Linked DNA regions of Mus musculus: regions 1, 3, 4, 5 and 6 are each linked to region 2. The links are chromatin contacts, called in public HiChIP or PLAC-seq and promoter capture Hi-C maps. All regions are on one chromosome and are shown on one strand. The core of a region is the stretch at or near the end of the contact, and the rest is flanking DNA. Distances in the headings are between cores, read along the strand shown.

Region 1 (2,700 bases), core at 48-2,547, 300 kb after region 2:
TGCAAAGGACCAAGTGTAACCTGTAAACAACGGTGAATTCTGAGTAACTCCTCAACATAGCTATGAACCATGCCAGGAGATCACAGCTCAGCTGCAACAAGATTGTCACACGGAAGCTGACCAAATACCACACTCCTCCTCCTCCTCCTCCTCCTCAAACAGACAACACAGCTCTCTCTAGCAAAGATGTCTATTTTTTTTTCTTTTTTAAAACAGGGTTTCTCTGTATAGCCTTGGCTGTCCTGGAACTCACTCTGTAGACCAGGCTGGCCTTGAACTCAGAAATCTGCCTGCCTCTGCCTCCCAAGTGCTGGGATTAAAGGCGTGCGCCACCACACCCAGCAAGGGTGTCTATTTTTTGACACTGCAATATGACACTGTCTTCTACAAGTGTGTTGGGCCTCACTGTAGCTGACCTCCTTCTCTGAAGCTGTCACATGGATACAATCATAGTGTCCACCTCCTTGGTGATGGTACGGAATAGATGAAACCACTCTTACAAAAAGCTTCCAGTGTGTGGCTGGAGAGATGGTTCAGCAGTTAAGAGTACTGGCTGCCCTTCCAGAGGTCCTGAGTTCAAATCCTAGCAACCACATAGTGGCTCACGACCATCTGACCATCTGCAATATGACACTGTCTACACTGTCTTCTGGTGTGTCTGAAGATAGTGACTATGTATTTATACACATATAATAAATAAACAAACAAACAAATCTTTTAAAAAATAATAACTAAAACTTCCAACGGAGCCTGGCACACAGGAAACCCTTACAGGGCTACCACTCAGTGTTGTCACTGGCCTTTTCAGTTCTAGTCCTGTCTCTGCAGCTTGGTGTGTTTTCCCTCCTGCCTGCACCATGCCTGGGCCATCCTTTCAGGCCCTCACCCTGCTGACCCCCTTCTCATCTCATAGCCAATGGTCCATGCTAAGCAGGTCACCCTCAGGCCTGCCTGAACAGGTTCATCTCCTACTCTGAGACTTTCTACACTTTAACAATAAATTCAGGTGCAAGAGAAGCATTTCAAACGTTTATTTTATTTTATTTTATTTTATTTTATTTTATTTTATTTTATTTTATTTTATGTGAAGAAATGACGCCAACAAGCCCAGCCGGTCTGTTCTGCTCTTCTGTGCTCTCAGCCCTTTCCCCCTCAGAGATGGAAGCACGTCTTTCTGGAAGAAGACACTTAACCAAGTGACTCTGTAGTGGGGGCAGGTTGGTAGGGAGAGAGAGAGGACTGGAAAACTATATGCATCTCAGCCTGGTCTGTTACTGGGTATCTCACCCACGGGCAGGAGCAATACTGTGCTGCTGACAGCATTGTCTAAAGCAGGTCAACACTGCCATCTGTTGGTCATGCAGAGTGCCTGATCTCCCAAGTAAAATTCCATTAGGTACTAATATACCGTAATTACTGTAATATAATTACCGTAATATACGTAGTCTTTTACTGATGCTGAAAACTCAGAAAAGCCAAAGTCCTCTTGGACATTGCAAAATGTGCCAGGTCTACACAACCAGCCAGCAGAGTCAAAAATCACCTTTCATTGCCAGCCTCTCGCCTTCAAAGGAATACTTAAATGACTAGATGACTCTATGCAGCCAGCGTGTCTCTTTTGCAGTACTTGGGACTAGGGCTAGCTGGATGGTGTGTGCTGGTTATGAATGAATTCTGCTCTTGCAGAGGACCCAAGTTCAGTTCCCAGAACTCACACCAGGCAGCTTACAGCCATCTGTAACTTATGCCCACATAGTGCACAGAAAATAAAATCTAATCGAATCTAATCTAATCTGCACAAATGTAATGAGATGTCTCTGAGCTGGGACATGAATCTAGACACAAAATTCCCTTATGTTTTATGTATGCATTTTTCCACAAAACCTGAGTAATTTTTCACAATTTTGTGCACGAAACAAATTTCATGGTTTTCTACTTATGTCACATAGATACTCGAATGGTTGGAGATTCGGAGTGTTTGCTATCTGGGGCTTTCTGGTTGGGGCTTCAGCTCCTCATGGGCCTCTCCAGTATGAGTGGACATGCCAAACTGCCCATGTCCACAAGGTGGAACCAGGCTGCCCAGGTTCTTTCACTCAGAGTAATAATGAGACTGAATCTGAGATTATCATTCCACAGGACCAATGGTGAATTCTGAGTAACTCCTCAACATAGCTATGAACCATGGCAGGAGACCACAGCTCAGCTGCAGCCAGATTGTCACACGGAAGCTGACTGAATATCACACTCCATAAACAGACAGCAGAGCTCTCTCTAGTAGGAGTGCCTATGTTTGACACTGCAATATGACACTGTCTTCTACAAGTGTGCTGGGCCTCACTTTTGCTGCCTGGGATGTGTATGACTCACGGACCTCAGGATGGACACAACGGCTGAAGAAATGGGGCAACCTGTGGCAGAACATGGAGTTAGAAGCCCTGTGTCTAAGCTTCAAATTCCAGTCCCATGACTAATAATCCTGTGCTTGGACATATGGAGTATGTGGAGGGCCAGTGTTCTGTGCTCTGAGCCTCAAGGCTGGAGTTTTGAGTCTGATTCCTCTAAGCTTGGAAACAACTAGACAAAATCCTGTCAGTGGTTAGGGGAAATGTCTCCAGGTTCATGCCTACAGTCTTGATAACACGCCAAGGCAAGACATTAGGAGTGAGTTTTCTGAACTAAGTGTATCATTAAGAAATA
Region 2 (2,700 bases), core at 18-2,517:
CATAACTGAGACTCCTGCCCTCTTTCTTTCTAGTTTCTCAATAAAAAAGATATATCAAACTGAAACAAAACCAATAATAGATAATAGATAATCATACTCTAAAAACCTTGTAACGTCCTGCCTTGAATCTACAGCAAACTTTAATATCCTCTTCAGCTATTTGTTTGTATTTTAATAATTACCTTTTTCTTTTCAGTATGAGAGCCCTCTAGCGGTGAATTCTGGAATATAGCGAGGGGTCCCTGTGAAACCTAGCACTTCCTGCCTGTGCTACTTTAGCGGCCACTGTTACCCTTTGGGGCAGGCAAGTCTTTAGTCCGCATTTGTGAGATAAATACCTTAGCTAAAAGGAGAACTGGTTTTGAAAAGTCGATTTATGAAGAGATCGTGGTTTAACTTTGCAAGAAAAGCAACTGGTGTGGGGTCCCCGCCGGAAGTGTACTTTCCTGCAACTGATGGCAAAATGCACCCAGAATGTGGACAATTCCCTGCCTCTGCTTACCTGTGGACCGGGGACGCGACAGCAGCTATCTTCTGAGGCTCTACTGAGGCTCTAGGTAGCTGTTAGGCGGTTGCCTTGGAAACCTGTGGGCGGCGTGCAGAGCCTCTTGGAGGGCGGGGCCTCGGGAGGTGGAGCTGTAATTCAAAGTGAATTCTTAAGCCTGTGTTTAAATGTAGTCATAATTATAAAACACCTTTCCCAAAGTGTAGAGGTGACCAACAGAGCGAGTGCATATATTACCTACTTATGCCCAGACAGCAAACGCGAAAACCTTATCTTAACTAGAACTGACTCTTAACAGCAGCGCGCTCGCCCTACACAGCACGGTCCCTTTTAGAATTCAGACCGTTAGCCTCACACATAAAATGTGCAAATACCAAAGGCGCCACATTTATGTAATTAAGAAAGATTTGTGGGCCATACAGCCACAATATTAACTTTATTGACTTTCGTGGAGATAAAATAGGCGACAAAACAGGGGAAAATCACAGGCATCCAGGAGACAGGTTTCGGGAAAATAAAGAGTATATAGGAAGAAACAGACCAATTACAACACGGAGAAACCGCTCCAAAAGGAGAACCCAATCATCTGATTTCTTTTCTTTAAAGGTCAACATAAGTCAGGTTCTTTTTCTTTCTTTCTTTTTTTTTTTTTTGCCTGCCCTTAAGAAAGATGGCACCCTTAGCGTCCGCCCTCAGCAACCCCGTGATCCTGTAGCCCCGCCCCTCCGGTTTGGGCTGGGCTGGTTGGGAGGCGGGGCTGAGGGAATCCGGAAGCAGCCGGCGAGCCCGCTGCTGAACGTTTGGTGTTCTGACACTGTTTTTGTCAGCTGTGTCTGGTGTGCTGGAGGTCTGCGGGGTCTCCTCGCTCTGTCTCCAGGGGGAACCCCGCCGCTGTCACGACCTGGGCCGCGGCCTGGTGCCCTGTGGCGGGGCCGCCATTGGCTGGAGCCATGCCCACGGCCGCTGCCCCCATCATCAGCTCGGTCCAGAAGCTGGTGCTGTATGAGACCAGAGCTGTGAGTACCCACAACGACGGGACGGGGCGGGAGGACTGCGCTGCGGGGATCGGGGCACCCTGTGGGGTCGTCGGGAAGAGGCAGCACCCCGTACTCCCTCCTCTCCTCCCAGCGCCGCTGCAGGCTCGGCCGCCAGGGCCATGCAGTCAAGCACTGGATGGTTTGCAGGTCTGTCTTGCTTAGGAACATGTGGCTGGCTGGAAGAAGTGCGTGCAGACAGGTGCTGTGGCACACAGGAACTGCACACAGCTTCTGAAAGAGTTCCTCTTTTCTGCTTTCCCATAATCTTGAAGTTCTTGAGTCCACTCCTTACAGTAAAGTCAGGGGGTATGAAAAAAAATGTGAACTTGGCCCAGGTAGCTTCTATTTTGCGATTTCATGGTATACTATCACCGTGATTGGTCTTAATCACATGCACTGTTTTGCTGGGATTCGAGGTTCTGTGACCCGGACGCATCTGTTAATAGTTCTCTGGCTTGCAGAGCGGTGCTAATAGAACTTATTTTTTTCTCATTTCTGTGCTTGGGAAACAAAGTTGCTATAGTGTGGTTTATCTGAATCTGGCCTTCACTATGATATTAGGGTGTGAGTATCTCGTTTGGTATATTCAGTGAACTGTGGCTAGTCTTCAATAGGAGAGTAAATAAACTGTCACATGGGAATTTTAGCCCACCGGTAAGCTGAGCATTCTGAGGCCCTGGCTGAGATGCTATTCTTTATAAAACAGAATTTCTTTTCCCACAAGTCTTCAGTGGCACCCATGAAAACTCGGTTGCTGAGGACGACAAACCCTGTTAGAAATTTTATTTAATTTAATTTATTTGTGTGTGTGTGTAGTGCATGTACATGTGTGTGGGTATGTGTGCCCACGTGGAGGAGTTTGGAGGCCAGGGGTTGACCCTAGATGTCTCTCATTAAATCTGGAGCTTCCCATATTGCTAGACTGGCTGGCCAATGAGTGTCCCTCGCCCAGGCTCTACCTGTCTATACGCCGCACCCCCAACCCTGGGGTCAGAGATGTGTTATTGTGTGGGGCTTTCAGTGGGCCCTGGGAATCTTTACCCACTAAACCAAGTTTCCACACCAGTGTTTTATTTTGATGAAATTTAACTTAACTATATGTGTGTGTGTGTGTGAGAGAGAGAGAGAGGGAGAGAGTATAGGATAGTATCAAAATCA
Region 3 (2,700 bases), core at 18-2,517, 320 kb after region 2:
AGGTGGTGTAATCTGAAGGGTGTGGGCCTGGTGGGAGGATAGTAGTCGATATTGGGGATCCTCTCTGCTGGAAGAGTGACACACACCCTCTCTTCTTCTCCATTTTTTGTTCCCTTGTTTGTGACACATGATCCCGCCATAGTGGCTTGTCTCCCTACAGGCTCTTTTGCTCAGTGCCTGTGACCTTGAAAACTGTGAGACATTTTTTTTTAAGCAATGGAATGTTGACCAATACACTATCTAGTTCAAGCTCTCCGTTTTTCCTGTAAGAAGTTAAAAACCTACACCTTTACACTGTACCCTTCTTGACTTTCAAATTCAGGGGTGAATGGGTTTCTGTTCTCATCTATGCTCATCGTGCTCTGTGTCACAGTCATTTCCCTCTTTCCATTCTGGATTTTAAGTCACCTGCTCTCTTTTTTATTCCTTGATAAATCTTATCAGAGATCTGTCTTGCCAATGGCTTCAAGAAACCTACCAAAGCTGGCAATTTGTTGTTGCTGTTGTTCACAGTTTTATTGAGTCCTCATCTTTTAAAAACATATTTATTTATTTTATATATGTGGGTACACTGTAGCTGTCTTCAGACCCAGCGGAAAAGGGCATTGTATGCCATTACAGATGGTTGTGAGCCACCATGTGGTTGCTGGGAATTGACTCTAGGAAGAGCAGTCAGCGCTCTTAACCGCTGAGCCATCTCTCTAGCCTCGAGTCCTGATCTTAAAATCATCATTTCCTTCTTTGCTCTGTCATTCTTTCTCAACTTCTTCCATTTGTTCATGCTTTCTGAGAAATGAATTTAGATCTGTACATTTAAAAAAATTCACCTTGATGCCTCAGTAAACACTTCGTAAATACCTTCATGATCTCGACTCAGTGGTTATATGGTGGAATGTTATTTTTGAGGAATTGTTTAGCAGTGCTTTTTATTGTTTACTTCTGAGTGCATTTATCAGTAACTGGCTACCTAATGGAGTTTATTTTTAATGTTCCACATATAATTGAAATTGTTGTTGTTGTTGTTGTTGTTGTTTGTAATATTCTTGCTGGTCTGTGTACTGGAGGCTCTCAGCCCAGAAATCTCTGGCCAGGTGGGAGGGTTCAAGCAAAGGGGAAAGGGCAGGAGCCGAGAGGGGGAAGTGCCTCTACCACCTCTGCTGCTGCTGCTGCTGCTGCCTCTGCCCGCTCTGCTGCCTCTGCCCCCTCTGCCACTGCTCTGGCACCACTGCTCACGGCAGCTGGCAGCCGCTGTTGCTCGTAGACGCTGCACTGGCTGCACTGAGCCCAGCCGAGCTGAGCCCAGCCAAGCTGAGCTGAGACAGCAGAGGGCTGGCTAGAGAGCGAGCAGAGTGCGGAGTGCGGGGGGGGGGGGGGGGGGGGGGACGACGACTTCTGGAGAGCATTCTCTTCCCAGGCAGTGTTACAGCTCTTATGCGACAGATGCTCTTTATTCCTTCTGGGTAGGACCTTATACATAGTTTGGGGGTGGGTTGGGGTCTGACAGCAGGACTTGGTCTGAGATGTTAGGGATGCCTCATCTGCATGTGGAGGGACTTGAGGGCACCGCCAATACGTGACTGCTGGCCACAATTCTCTCTATGGGAGGCTGGTGAGGTGCCTACCGTTCCTTGAGGGTCCACAGGCCTTCAAGCCTTAGCTCGACTTTACCAGGCTTCTCCTCATGGTCCACTGTCCTGAATATTCTCTTTCATTTACTTAATCTATCAGCTTAACTACAATGTAGGATGATCTAGTTCTCTCTGGTCTCCAGTTCTGTTGTTAATTTTTAAAAATTATATGTGTGTGGGAGTGCTCACACATCCCCCTGTGACAGCATGCATGTGGAGGACAGAGGATAACTTGCAGGGGTTGGATCTTTTCTTCTGTCACGTGGGTGCCAGGACTTACACTTAGACTACCAGGCGTATCTGCTCAGCCATCAATGGGACCACTCTTCTATGTTTTCAATATTGGAAACAGACCAAGGGTCACACATGACATGTATCTATGACAGATCTCTGCCATCTTTATTTCCCTTGAGTTGGTTTAATGTCGACCATCTGTTCTTTGTGGGATATCAACCAGAGAAGATTGCTCAGACATGGAGGTAAGCCAATTGAAAGTCTTTATTAGCTGGGTGGTGACTACACTCAGTATTTGAAATCTCAGTGCAGCACTGAGCCATTCTCAGGGTGAGAGTTTAAGTACAAAAAAAAAAAAAATTGTGGGTTGACATTCTTCAGTTAACAAGAACAGAAACAGAACTACAGAAGCAAGGAACAAGGTGAGCGCATTTAGAGACTTTCCCACATCTATGCGCTTTGGTGGAGTGGGCCTTTGTTTTACCTTTGGCCTGAGTAGTGCTTCCTTCATGGAGTCAGCTGTGCAGAGATCAGAGCTTAAGCATAACCCTGAGTGTATGTTTCTCTCTAGTCTCTGTGTCTGCTGCATTGCCAATGAACTGATGTAGGTCACCGGTCTCCGTAGAAACCCAGCATCGCCAATATTAATACATGATTGTGACCTGTTAGTGAACCAACCACGGAAGCATGCTGTCTCAAGGCTTCTTTTAGGCTTAGGTTGTTAATGGAAAAATGATTTCCAATGGGTTGCAAAGTTTATGTAGATCTTTGACAAAGGGATGGGAGAGAGAGTCAACAAGGACTTTTCTACAAACTCAGCTTACTAAATCCTGGGAAT
Region 4 (2,700 bases), core at 67-2,566, 280 kb after region 2:
AGTGGGGGACAGAGGAGGCACATACCAAAGCTGGCATTTTCAAATTTTTAGCAAAAGTAACAAGAACTTAATTTAAAAAGCAGTTAAAACTCCCCCAAGGGGAAAGTTTTATAAAACATAATTCTGTCTAATATCCTGGGGAAATAAACATTAGGTCACTGCTCTGTCGTGTATACAGTCAAAAGTTGAACTGTCTTTTCAAGGCTTCTGTACTAATGACAAGTCTTCTTCCACGTTAGAATGAATTTCAGTTCAGCCTCTACAGCTTCTGTAGAGTCGCACAAATGACCTCTACTCCACATGTCACTCTTTCTCAAGTGTGGTGGCTTTTGGTGATCTCACCACCAAGGGAATGGCTCTCATTCCTGTCCAAAGACCCTAGAAACAACCAGGAGAGCAAAGAATAAACACAGTTAGTTATCAGCAGTAGACCATCAAAACAAAAACACTAAGAGCCATTCACAGCCAGGCATGGTAGCAAGCACCTTTAACCCCAGCACTAGGGGGGTAGAGGCAGTCAGATCTCTGGGAATTCAAGATCAATCTGGCCTGCATAGCAAGTTTCAGCACAGCCAGAGCTATGTAATAGCAAGACCCTGTCTCAAGTTTAGAAAAAAAAAATGGTATTCATTCTGTAGCTACTCAAAATGACTTAAAAGATAAGTAGCAGAAGGTGAGAAAAGTCACAGCCATAGTGATGGGCGCCATCTACTGCATGAAACAGAAGAGATAGTCTTTCTGGGCATTGTGCATGCCTCCCCTGAACCCCTCAGTGAGGTTCTGGCTAAGGTGACTGATCAGGTGGCAGCAAACCTAATGAATTCACTTCCACAAAAGCCCAAGATTACACTATAGTCCCCTAAATTGGTCACCAAATGAGATTGGCTCTAGGTAAAAAAAAAAAAAAAAGTCCTCCTGCTATCTTTAGCTCTCATTAAGAAAGTCAACAAAGATAACAAAGGGTCCAGCTGACAGTATCCCAGCACGCTCTGACAAGTGCCCACTTTTATGCCTGTGGCCCACAGAGATAACTGCTCTTGGGACCAGTACTGAGTCTTCCTGCCCTGGCAAGGTTCTCTCAACTACAAAGCACATGGACACACAAATCCAAAGTGTTAGGAACAAAGCACACTTCTCTTGTTCTTCTACAGGCAGCCAGTGTGAGAATTCCCCTGAATTTGTTTTAATATAACAATGTGGTGAGGCACACAGACCTGGAAATGTCCATTATGAAGGAGGAAATCTTAGCTCTCAGGTTGCTAGCAGCAGAAGGCATGGCCACTATGCAGCTCCCCATGGAAAGGCATGGGATGGGTCAGGAGGAGGAAAAGCCCGGGTCAAAAGCAAAGCAAAGCAAAGCCTTTAGTAGAAGCAAAGGGAAGGCAGGAAAAGGCAGTTTAGGAGTGACTTCAACAGGCCAAGCAGCTAGCACCCAGCCTTTCAGTGGTCCAGCACTGGGCAGGAGGCTATTTGGCTTGATATGAGAGAGTTGGATAGAAGCAGCAGCTGGGGATACAGGCTTCAGATCAGCTGGGCTATGGGGAAAGGCATGTTTCTATAAGTTGTTCAATAGCTAGCCCTGGGAGGACCAGTCCCTCCAGGGGGCCATTAGATGTCAAAGCATGTCCAATTCACAAAAAGAATGCTTGTTTAGTACATATCTGATCTCCTGCCCTGCTGTTCTCTCTGTGTCTCTGCCTGCCTGTCTGTCTGTCTGTCTGTCTGTCTGTCTGCCTCTCTCAGTCTCTGTCTCTGTCTCTGTCTCTGTCTCTGTCTCTGTCTCTCATGCGCGAGCACACACACAATCTATTATTGATCTCAGGCTTTTTTTTTAACTTCCTTTGGTTTTTGTTTGTTTTTGTTTTCTGATACAGTCTCACTGTGTAACTCAGGCTAGAGGGAAATCCAGGATCCATCTGCCTTGATCTAGAATGCTGTGATCACAGATGTGTGACACTGTGTCTTGCTAGACAACTGTTTTGAATGAAAATGAGGACAAGACTGCTCCAAGGTATGGTTGAGAAGATGGGCTTTTGGCTTTCTGTTTTGTTTGCTTGTTTGTTTCTAGATATGAGGGAATGTACAGCCAGAGGCACCTGAAAAGGTCCACACTGAATTAGGCCACTGAGAGGAGGGGTAAGTCTATAAGAGAGGAAGAGAGGAGAGGAGAGGAGAGGAGAGGAGAGGAGAGGAGAGGAGAGGAGAGGAGAGGAGAGGAGAGGAGAGGGGAGGGGAGGGGAGGGGAGGGGAGGGGAGGGGAGGGGAGGGGAGGGGAGGGGAGGGGAGGGGGGGAGGGGAGGGGAGGGGAGGGGAAGAAAAGAGGGAAGAGGAGAGAGGACAAGTAGATGAAGAAAGGAGTTGTGAAGAAAGCCAAGAGCAAGCCAGCCAGGAGCCAAGAGCAGAGTGTAAGAGTCCAAGATTCACTGAAGAATGATACCCCAGATTCAAATTGTATGCAAAAGCAGAAACATGCTGGGGTCTCTCATCTACAAAGGTGAAGGTGCCCAGGTGAGCTTGCAGACCCAATTTATAGAACATTAGGAGAATTCCAGGGAGAGGTAGGTGACCATGAAATGTATTAGTTGTCTCTACGGACATTCCAGAACCATTGCTGGGGGGCTGGAAACTTTTGCTAGGGAAGCCTGGAAACTGTTGCTGACTCTACCCTTGTCTCAGGCCAGGTGGCAGGGTGACAGGGCA
Region 5 (2,700 bases), core at 70-2,569, 410 kb before region 2:
CTCCACAGGAATATGAGCTCTGTCATTAAGGTTAGAAAGAAAGGGAAAAATCCCACCAGGGCCTTATCTCAGCCCTGAACACTTAGGAAAGGGTCTACACCTGCTCACTTACTAATAAAATCATTTTTGTGTGAAATAGATGGCTGGCTTTTAACTCAGTGGTAAAGGGTTTGACCTGGGCCAGACTCCCAGCTCAGGATAAAAACAAGGAAAATATATTGGGAAAACAAATTACCATACAAAAAGTGTAACCACTTATAACTATTTGAATGTTTCAAATAAGAATTGAGAATTGTCTCATAAAAGTATAAGATAGTTTGAAAAAAAAAACCACTTAAGATTTCAGAGTGAATATGAATAGACTTGGTTCAAAATCAGTCTTGTCTGCACAAGCCAAGAATTCCACAGAGCCTTGGGTTTCCCTGTAACATGAGGGTTCTACTAATCCTGCCTCACTAGGTTTCTGTGGGGGAGTACAGTGCCCAGCCAAGGGTCAGCAGTTAGGGAAAATTGTAAACCAGGGGTTCTCAGCCTTCCTAATGCCGTGGCCCCTTAGTTAAGTTCCTCATGTTATGGAGCCCCCAACCATAAAATGATTTCATTGCTACCTCATAACTAATTTTGCTACTGTTACAAATCATAATATAAATATCTCTGATATGCAGGATACCTGTTATGCAAACCCCGTGGAAGGGTCGCAGGAGGGGGTCGAGATCCACGGGTTGAGAATTACTGCAAAATGCTTTTGTTTATGTGCAGGGTGGAAAAAGTAAAAGATGAGTTCACATGGGCTAAAGCCAAAACTGTAGAAATCTCGGTAACTGAGTTGGAGTGTTCTAATTTGCTTACTTTCTTTGTGGAAATTGAAATTGCTTTTGCTTGTTTCGGATCCTAGGTTCCTAAAGGGAGAAAGACTATGGTGGAACCCTGTGGTGCAGAAACAACATGATCACACACAAGTTACTGCTGGAGTCTGTTTTGGTTGTTAGGGTGACATTTAGTTACTAGGAACCTGTGAAGAATGGTTTTGTCACTCCACAGTTACTAACGCAAACAAATCTGCCTCCACAGTTACCTGCTTGCCAAAGCCGCTGACTCTGGGTGGGCGGAGCCAAAGCTGTCTGTCCTGGGGGGGGGGGGGGGGGCGTTCTCTGGGCAGCTTCGGAGTTGCTGGGCAACTTCCTTGCTGGAACAGGAAGATTTCATTAATCTTTTCACTTCACTGAAAAAGAATTGTTTGGGTTCTCTTTAATTAGAAATTAGAAAGAGAGAGGGAGGGAGAGAGGAGGGGGCAGGGGAATCGGACCATTCTTGCCAAGGCAAGCCTCAACTTCCACGAAACTGTGAAGCCAGAGCAGTCCTGTGTTTGGAGCAGCAGGTATTGTGAGTCTTCTAATACTGGAGGGAGTTGGGCTCTAGAATTAACTGTACTGGAGCAGGTCACTGGCAGGGTGGTCATTTCTGCTTTGTTAGAGCTGGACTGGAGGGAAGTCAGCTTTGGGTGATGTAAGGTTGACGTGAGAGACACGCTACAGTAGACTATTCAGGATGGTGGCTTGAAAAACCCTGTGGGGTACCAGGGTAGGGACGGAACACCGCGGGCCTCATGCGTGCCTTGAATTCACGATCCTCCTGCCTCACCAAGTTTGTGCCACCATAGCCAGTTGATAAAGTAGTATTTTTAAGCCATAGCAAACTAAGATTAAACACAAGTTTGATTTTTTTCACAATGATTTATTATTTGTGGTTATGTGGATGTGGATGCCGTGTGTGTGTGTGAGTGCCCATGGAGGTCAGCGTATCAGATCTGGAGCTGAGGCAGTTCATGGGAGTGTCCCGGAGAGCTGCCCAAGCTCCTTACCCACTGAGCCATCTCACCAAAGACGCATGGGCGGGCAGATGCACGGCTGGAGTTATTGATGTGCCGTGAAGAACACCTGTTAGTGACTTCCTGAAGCGCTAGTGAGCGCTAACTGAAGCTGAGTCACTGAGCATTTCATAGATGTGACATATGGGTTAATGCCAGCTGGACCCTAGTCCTCTCCAAAAGAGCATCCAAGATGAAAGCTCTTCTTGGGCACCGCTGCATCTTTCTGTTAAAATGAGCTGAGGACGAATAAGAAACAATCACTTGCCCGAGAATGACTTACCGTGTAAATCAGTTAGCCCGACCAGTGCCCCCGAGGGTTGCTTGGATCCTGCCTGCTCGTCTCCAGGGAGCATTCCTCTTCCGGTGTCCTATCATACTTGATCAAGTGAGGAGAATTAGATGGAATCATTTCAGAGTAGTGGTTACGAAGCCTCTGATCTCCAGACACCCAACCTGGTGCCCTTTCAACTTACGACCCAGACTGTTGACCTGATCACGGACGGTCCTACGTTGTCACAGAGCTGCCTCAGAGCGTAAGAACAATAGAACAGCTTTCTTCTCTGCTGCTTTCTGCTAAAGTGGTTAAGTAGGCATTTACAAACCTCTCGGCATAGATAGTAATCATCACCGGGTGGGTGTGCAAACTGAGCACTCGAATTGCCTGTGACATTTAGTGTTTCTTGTATCAAACAGGAATTCGGTGAGTCTGTGTAAATAAGGAGACGACACCCAATAAGCCTGTGAAGGAAAGGGAAATCTAATTCCGTGGAAAGAAACTTTAGGCCACACACACATTGTTTCTCTAGGCTGTCCCCAAACTGGGAGTCCTC
Region 6 (2,700 bases), core at 104-2,603, 390 kb after region 2:
CCATATCATTACAGTAACGTTATTTTCAATAGTTTAAAAGATGTTGCTTTGAAATCTGAGTGCTGGCATTCATCTCTCACAACTTTTAAGCGGCTCAGGCTGAGGTGATCATTCACTGGCTGTGAAAGGGTAAAGGGTTCCATCTCCAGAAACCACTTCGAGCTGGTGCATCTGCAATCCCAGTGCTCCTGAAGTGAGACAGGAGGTGGAGGCAGGAGAATGCCTAGAGGCTTGCTGGCCATGTAGAAGCCTAGACAACAAGGCCCTGTGTCAAAGTGGGAGGTAAGGACTGACATCTGAGGCCCTCTGACCTACATGCACACACATGCACACACACACACAGAGTACACACACCAGTGAGGCCCTCTGACCTATATGCACACACGCACACACACACACACACACACACACACACACACACACACACACAGAGTACACACACCAGTGAGGCCCTCTGACCTACATGCACACACATACAGAGTACACACACCAGTGAGGCCCTCTGACCTACATGCACACACACACATACAAGGTGCACACACCAGTGAGGCCCTCTGACCTACATGCACACACATGCACACATACACAGAATACACACACCAGTGAGGCCCTCTGACCTACATGCACACACACACAGAGTACACACACCAGTGAGGCCCTCTGACCTACATGCACACACACACATACAAGGTGCACACACACCAGTGAGGTCCTCTGACCTACATGCACACATACACAGTGTACACACCAAAACATCTTTTAAAACTGACAATCTACTTTTCTCAAATTTATATTCTAGTTTCCCTCACCAACACTGGAAAAACACATTTTAATTCCTACTTTAAAGCTTGTAGGATATATTGTAATTTAACTTTCCTCCAGTGTGGACATTTTTATGACTTCCAAAAATTTTTGGACAAGTTTTCACCAGGGTCAGTTGCTATTGACTTAAATATGAAAAACTCAAAACTTCTGAAATACTTAATTCTCAAAATATGTCTTTTACAGAATAAAAATTTTGGGGAAGGGGGCAGGGCATGCAAAAGGAACAGCAAGCAACTTTGGAAGCTTTAGAGGACAGCCCACAAATTAGCATAAGCATGATGGGCGTGCCTCAGAGAGTCCAGCGTGAGGCTCTGAAGGCAGTACTCATGGCTTTACACATTAGGAAACAGAACTGGGAGCCCCTTTGGCTTCTTTTTAAGTGAGAAAATGTATGGATACTTATCACAGTGAAGAGGTGGCTTCCAAATATAACACAAGTGGGTGCCCTCACAGTCAGCATGTCCCTTGTAATCTACAAGCTGTAAGGAAACTCTCCGGGGCTCCCAGCCCCTCGCTGGGCAGTATCAGAGGCACATAAAATCACAGTGACTGGCCATTCTCAAGCACTGCTGCTGGGGCAGATCAGTGACTCCACCATCATCCTCGGAAAGAACTTAGAGATGAAGGTTGTTAGTAAAGTTACGGTAAGATGTTTTTGGTAGTGTGGCCTTGATGTTGAAAATCTCAGGGAACAACTTAAAGTTCAGAAAGGCATAGTTTTGATAGCTGAGTGAGGGGCTCCTTGAGGCCAGGGAACAAGAACAATGGCGGCCTGGTTATCGCTGGCTGATGCACCTTTCTTGCTAATGATGGGTTGGTAATCAAGGGCGATGATTAATTTCCTGTACCCGTGTATGCCCTCAGCTTTCTGATTCTACGATTTAAATGTCAATGAGTAGTAGCTGTGCACCCTGATTGCTTTTTATATATAAGTTTAGGTGTGTGATTCTTTAAGGATTTTTTCTGGGATATTTTCATTTTATTTTGAATAGTCTTAAGACATAATTTTCTTATTTGAAACAAAATTAGCTCAAACTTTACATCACAGTTTTTCCAAATAATTGCTTACCTGTGTTTTTTATCTTTTTTTTAATTTAAATCCTTTAATCTTTTTTTTTTTTTTTTTTTTTTACAGTTTAGACTTCATTTCCCCTCCTGGTCTGCCACCCAACCATTCCCCATCCCATAGGAACCATTCCCCATCCTATAGCGCCATCCCCAGGCCTCCTAACTCCCTGGGGCTCAAGTCCTCAGGGTTAGGTGTGTCTTCTCTCACTGAGTCCAGACCTGACAGTCCTCTGCTGTATATGTGTCAGGGGCCTCATATCAGCTGGTGTGTGCTGCCTGGTTGTTGGCCCAGTGTCTTTTAAGATTTTTTGGTAAGATTACTTTTTAAGAGAAATAATAAAAATGATTGCTTCTTTTTTTGAAACTTCAAAATGCAGCCTGCCAGTAAGAGAACTGGCTGAGAAATACCGTGCTTCTTCACATTTTGTTAATCCATATTAAGCTGCTTAGACATGAATGCATGTGAGTCCTTCACCTGTAATATGTACAATGTTTAATCATGGAAGGGTGTTAGAGAACATGCTATTTTTTACTTGTATTCATTGTAATCGTTCATGTGAAGAAAAACAATGTAACCACACTGTAATTTTTATATTGCTTGAAGGTTTCTTTGGGGGATATAAACTGTAGGGGAAAAGCAACGAAGTACTTAAGCATGTGTGTGTGTGTGTCCCTTTTGCCAGCCCCAGAGATTTAAGTTTTGCTCCCTCAGAGAAGAAACCTGCTGTGATTAACTGCGCCACCCAGACGTCCTCCTCAGTACCTGCCCTGCTGGAATGGGACTCTGGCCATTCTCAGCCCTCATAT

The links. Promoter capture Hi-C pulls out the DNA fragments that hold promoters and counts their contacts. HiChIP or PLAC-seq counts read pairs in DNA pulled down with a chosen protein or histone mark.
Region 1: a contact with region 2 is called in a promoter capture Hi-C map of neural stem cells. The contact joins the enhancer-like site here to the promoter of Fig4 in region 2. A contact is called at or near these places in 23 of 39 promoter capture datasets (the 3T3-L1 cell line, 3T3-L1-derived adipocytes, the HPC-7 cell line and 15 more), 1 of 15 datasets of contacts at CTCF or cohesin (large pre-B cells), 44 of 484 Hi-C or Micro-C datasets (the BV-2 cell line, the C2C12 cell line, CD8 T cells and 31 more), 34 of 115 datasets of contacts at active chromatin or transcription factors (the 230-238 cell line, the NIH/3T3 cell line, T-cell acute lymphoblastic leukemia and 22 more) and 3 of 9 other capture datasets (adipose tissue, embryonic stem cells and pancreatic islet).
Region 3: a promoter capture Hi-C map of hippocampal neurons shows a contact between it and region 2, with 4 times the contacts expected there. The contact joins the enhancer-like site here to the promoter of Fig4 in region 2. A contact is called at or near these places in 5 of 39 promoter capture datasets (embryonic stem cells, hippocampal neurons, liver and 2 more), 4 of 115 datasets of contacts at active chromatin or transcription factors (bone marrow-derived macrophages, embryonic basal ganglia, embryonic limb bud and 1 more) and 1 of 9 other capture datasets (pancreatic islet).
Region 4: a contact with region 2 is called in an H3K4me3 HiChIP or PLAC-seq map of fetal liver, with 5 times the contacts expected there. The contact joins the enhancer-like site here to the promoter of Fig4 in region 2. A contact is called at or near these places in 17 of 39 promoter capture datasets (the 3T3-L1 cell line, 3T3-L1-derived adipocytes, the HPC-7 cell line and 12 more), 11 of 484 Hi-C or Micro-C datasets (the BV-2 cell line, the C2C12 cell line, the G1E-ER4 cell line and 8 more), 20 of 115 datasets of contacts at active chromatin or transcription factors (the NIH/3T3 cell line, acute myeloid leukemia, cardiomyocytes and 13 more) and 1 of 9 other capture datasets (pancreatic islet).
Region 5: an H3K27ac HiChIP or PLAC-seq map of embryonic stem cells shows a contact between it and region 2, with 2.6 times the contacts expected there. The contact joins the promoter of Ccdc162 here to the promoter of Fig4 in region 2. A contact is called at or near these places in 5 of 39 promoter capture datasets (the C10 cell line, the HPC-7 cell line, liver and 1 more), 5 of 115 datasets of contacts at active chromatin or transcription factors (the NIH/3T3 cell line, astrocytes, embryonic stem cells and 2 more) and 2 of 9 other capture datasets (adipose tissue and pancreatic islet).
Region 6: a contact with region 2 is called in an H3K27ac HiChIP or PLAC-seq map of embryonic stem cells, with 5 times the contacts expected there. The contact joins the enhancer-like site here to the promoter of Fig4 in region 2. A contact is called at or near these places in 1 of 39 promoter capture datasets (hippocampal neurons), 5 of 115 datasets of contacts at active chromatin or transcription factors (embryonic forebrain, embryonic stem cells and fetal liver) and 1 of 9 other capture datasets (embryonic stem cells).

Annotation. Positions count from the first base shown.
Region 1 is chr10:41,003,163-41,005,862 of GRCm38.p6, reverse strand. No RefSeq gene overlaps it. Among named protein-coding and RNA genes, the nearest start is that of Gm48057, 31 kb to the left of the region's middle. Within about 2 kb of position 1,297, at least 9 of the 459 cell types and tissues checked have an H3K27ac peak or open chromatin away from gene starts, as enhancers often do. A contact at or near this core is called in neural stem cells, where this site is marked.
Region 2 is chr10:41,301,808-41,304,507 of GRCm38.p6, reverse strand. Fig4 (FIG4 phosphoinositide 5-phosphatase) reads left to right here and starts at 1,267. Exons shown (of 23, transcript NM_133999.1): 1 at 1,267-1,521. The coding sequence starts at 1,456. Ak9 (adenylate kinase 9) reads right to left here and starts at 574. Exons shown (of 40, transcript NM_001370813.1): 1 at 503-574.
Region 3 is chr10:40,984,123-40,986,822 of GRCm38.p6, reverse strand. No RefSeq gene overlaps it. Among named protein-coding and RNA genes, the nearest start is that of Gm48057, 50 kb to the left of the region's middle. Within about 2 kb of position 1,267, at least 20 of the 459 cell types and tissues checked have an H3K27ac peak or open chromatin away from gene starts, as enhancers often do. A contact at or near this core is called in hippocampal neurons, where this site is marked.
Region 4 is chr10:41,023,352-41,026,051 of GRCm38.p6, reverse strand. No RefSeq gene overlaps it. Among named protein-coding and RNA genes, the nearest start is that of Gm48057, 10 kb to the left of the region's middle. Within about 2 kb of position 1,316, at least 6 of the 459 cell types and tissues checked have an H3K27ac peak or open chromatin away from gene starts, as enhancers often do. A contact at or near this core is called in fetal liver, where this site is marked.
Region 5 is chr10:41,715,082-41,717,781 of GRCm38.p6, reverse strand. Ccdc162 (coiled-coil domain containing 162) reads left to right here and starts at 1,319. Exons shown (of 48, transcript NM_001358562.1): 1 at 1,319-1,378.
Region 6 is chr10:40,909,409-40,912,108 of GRCm38.p6, reverse strand. All of the region lies in intron 1 of Wasf1 (WAS protein family, member 1), which reads right to left. Among named protein-coding and RNA genes, the nearest start is that of Wasf1, 27 kb to the right of the region's middle. Within about 2 kb of position 1,353, at least 16 of the 459 cell types and tissues checked have an H3K27ac peak or open chromatin away from gene starts, as enhancers often do. A contact at or near this core is called in embryonic stem cells, where this site is marked.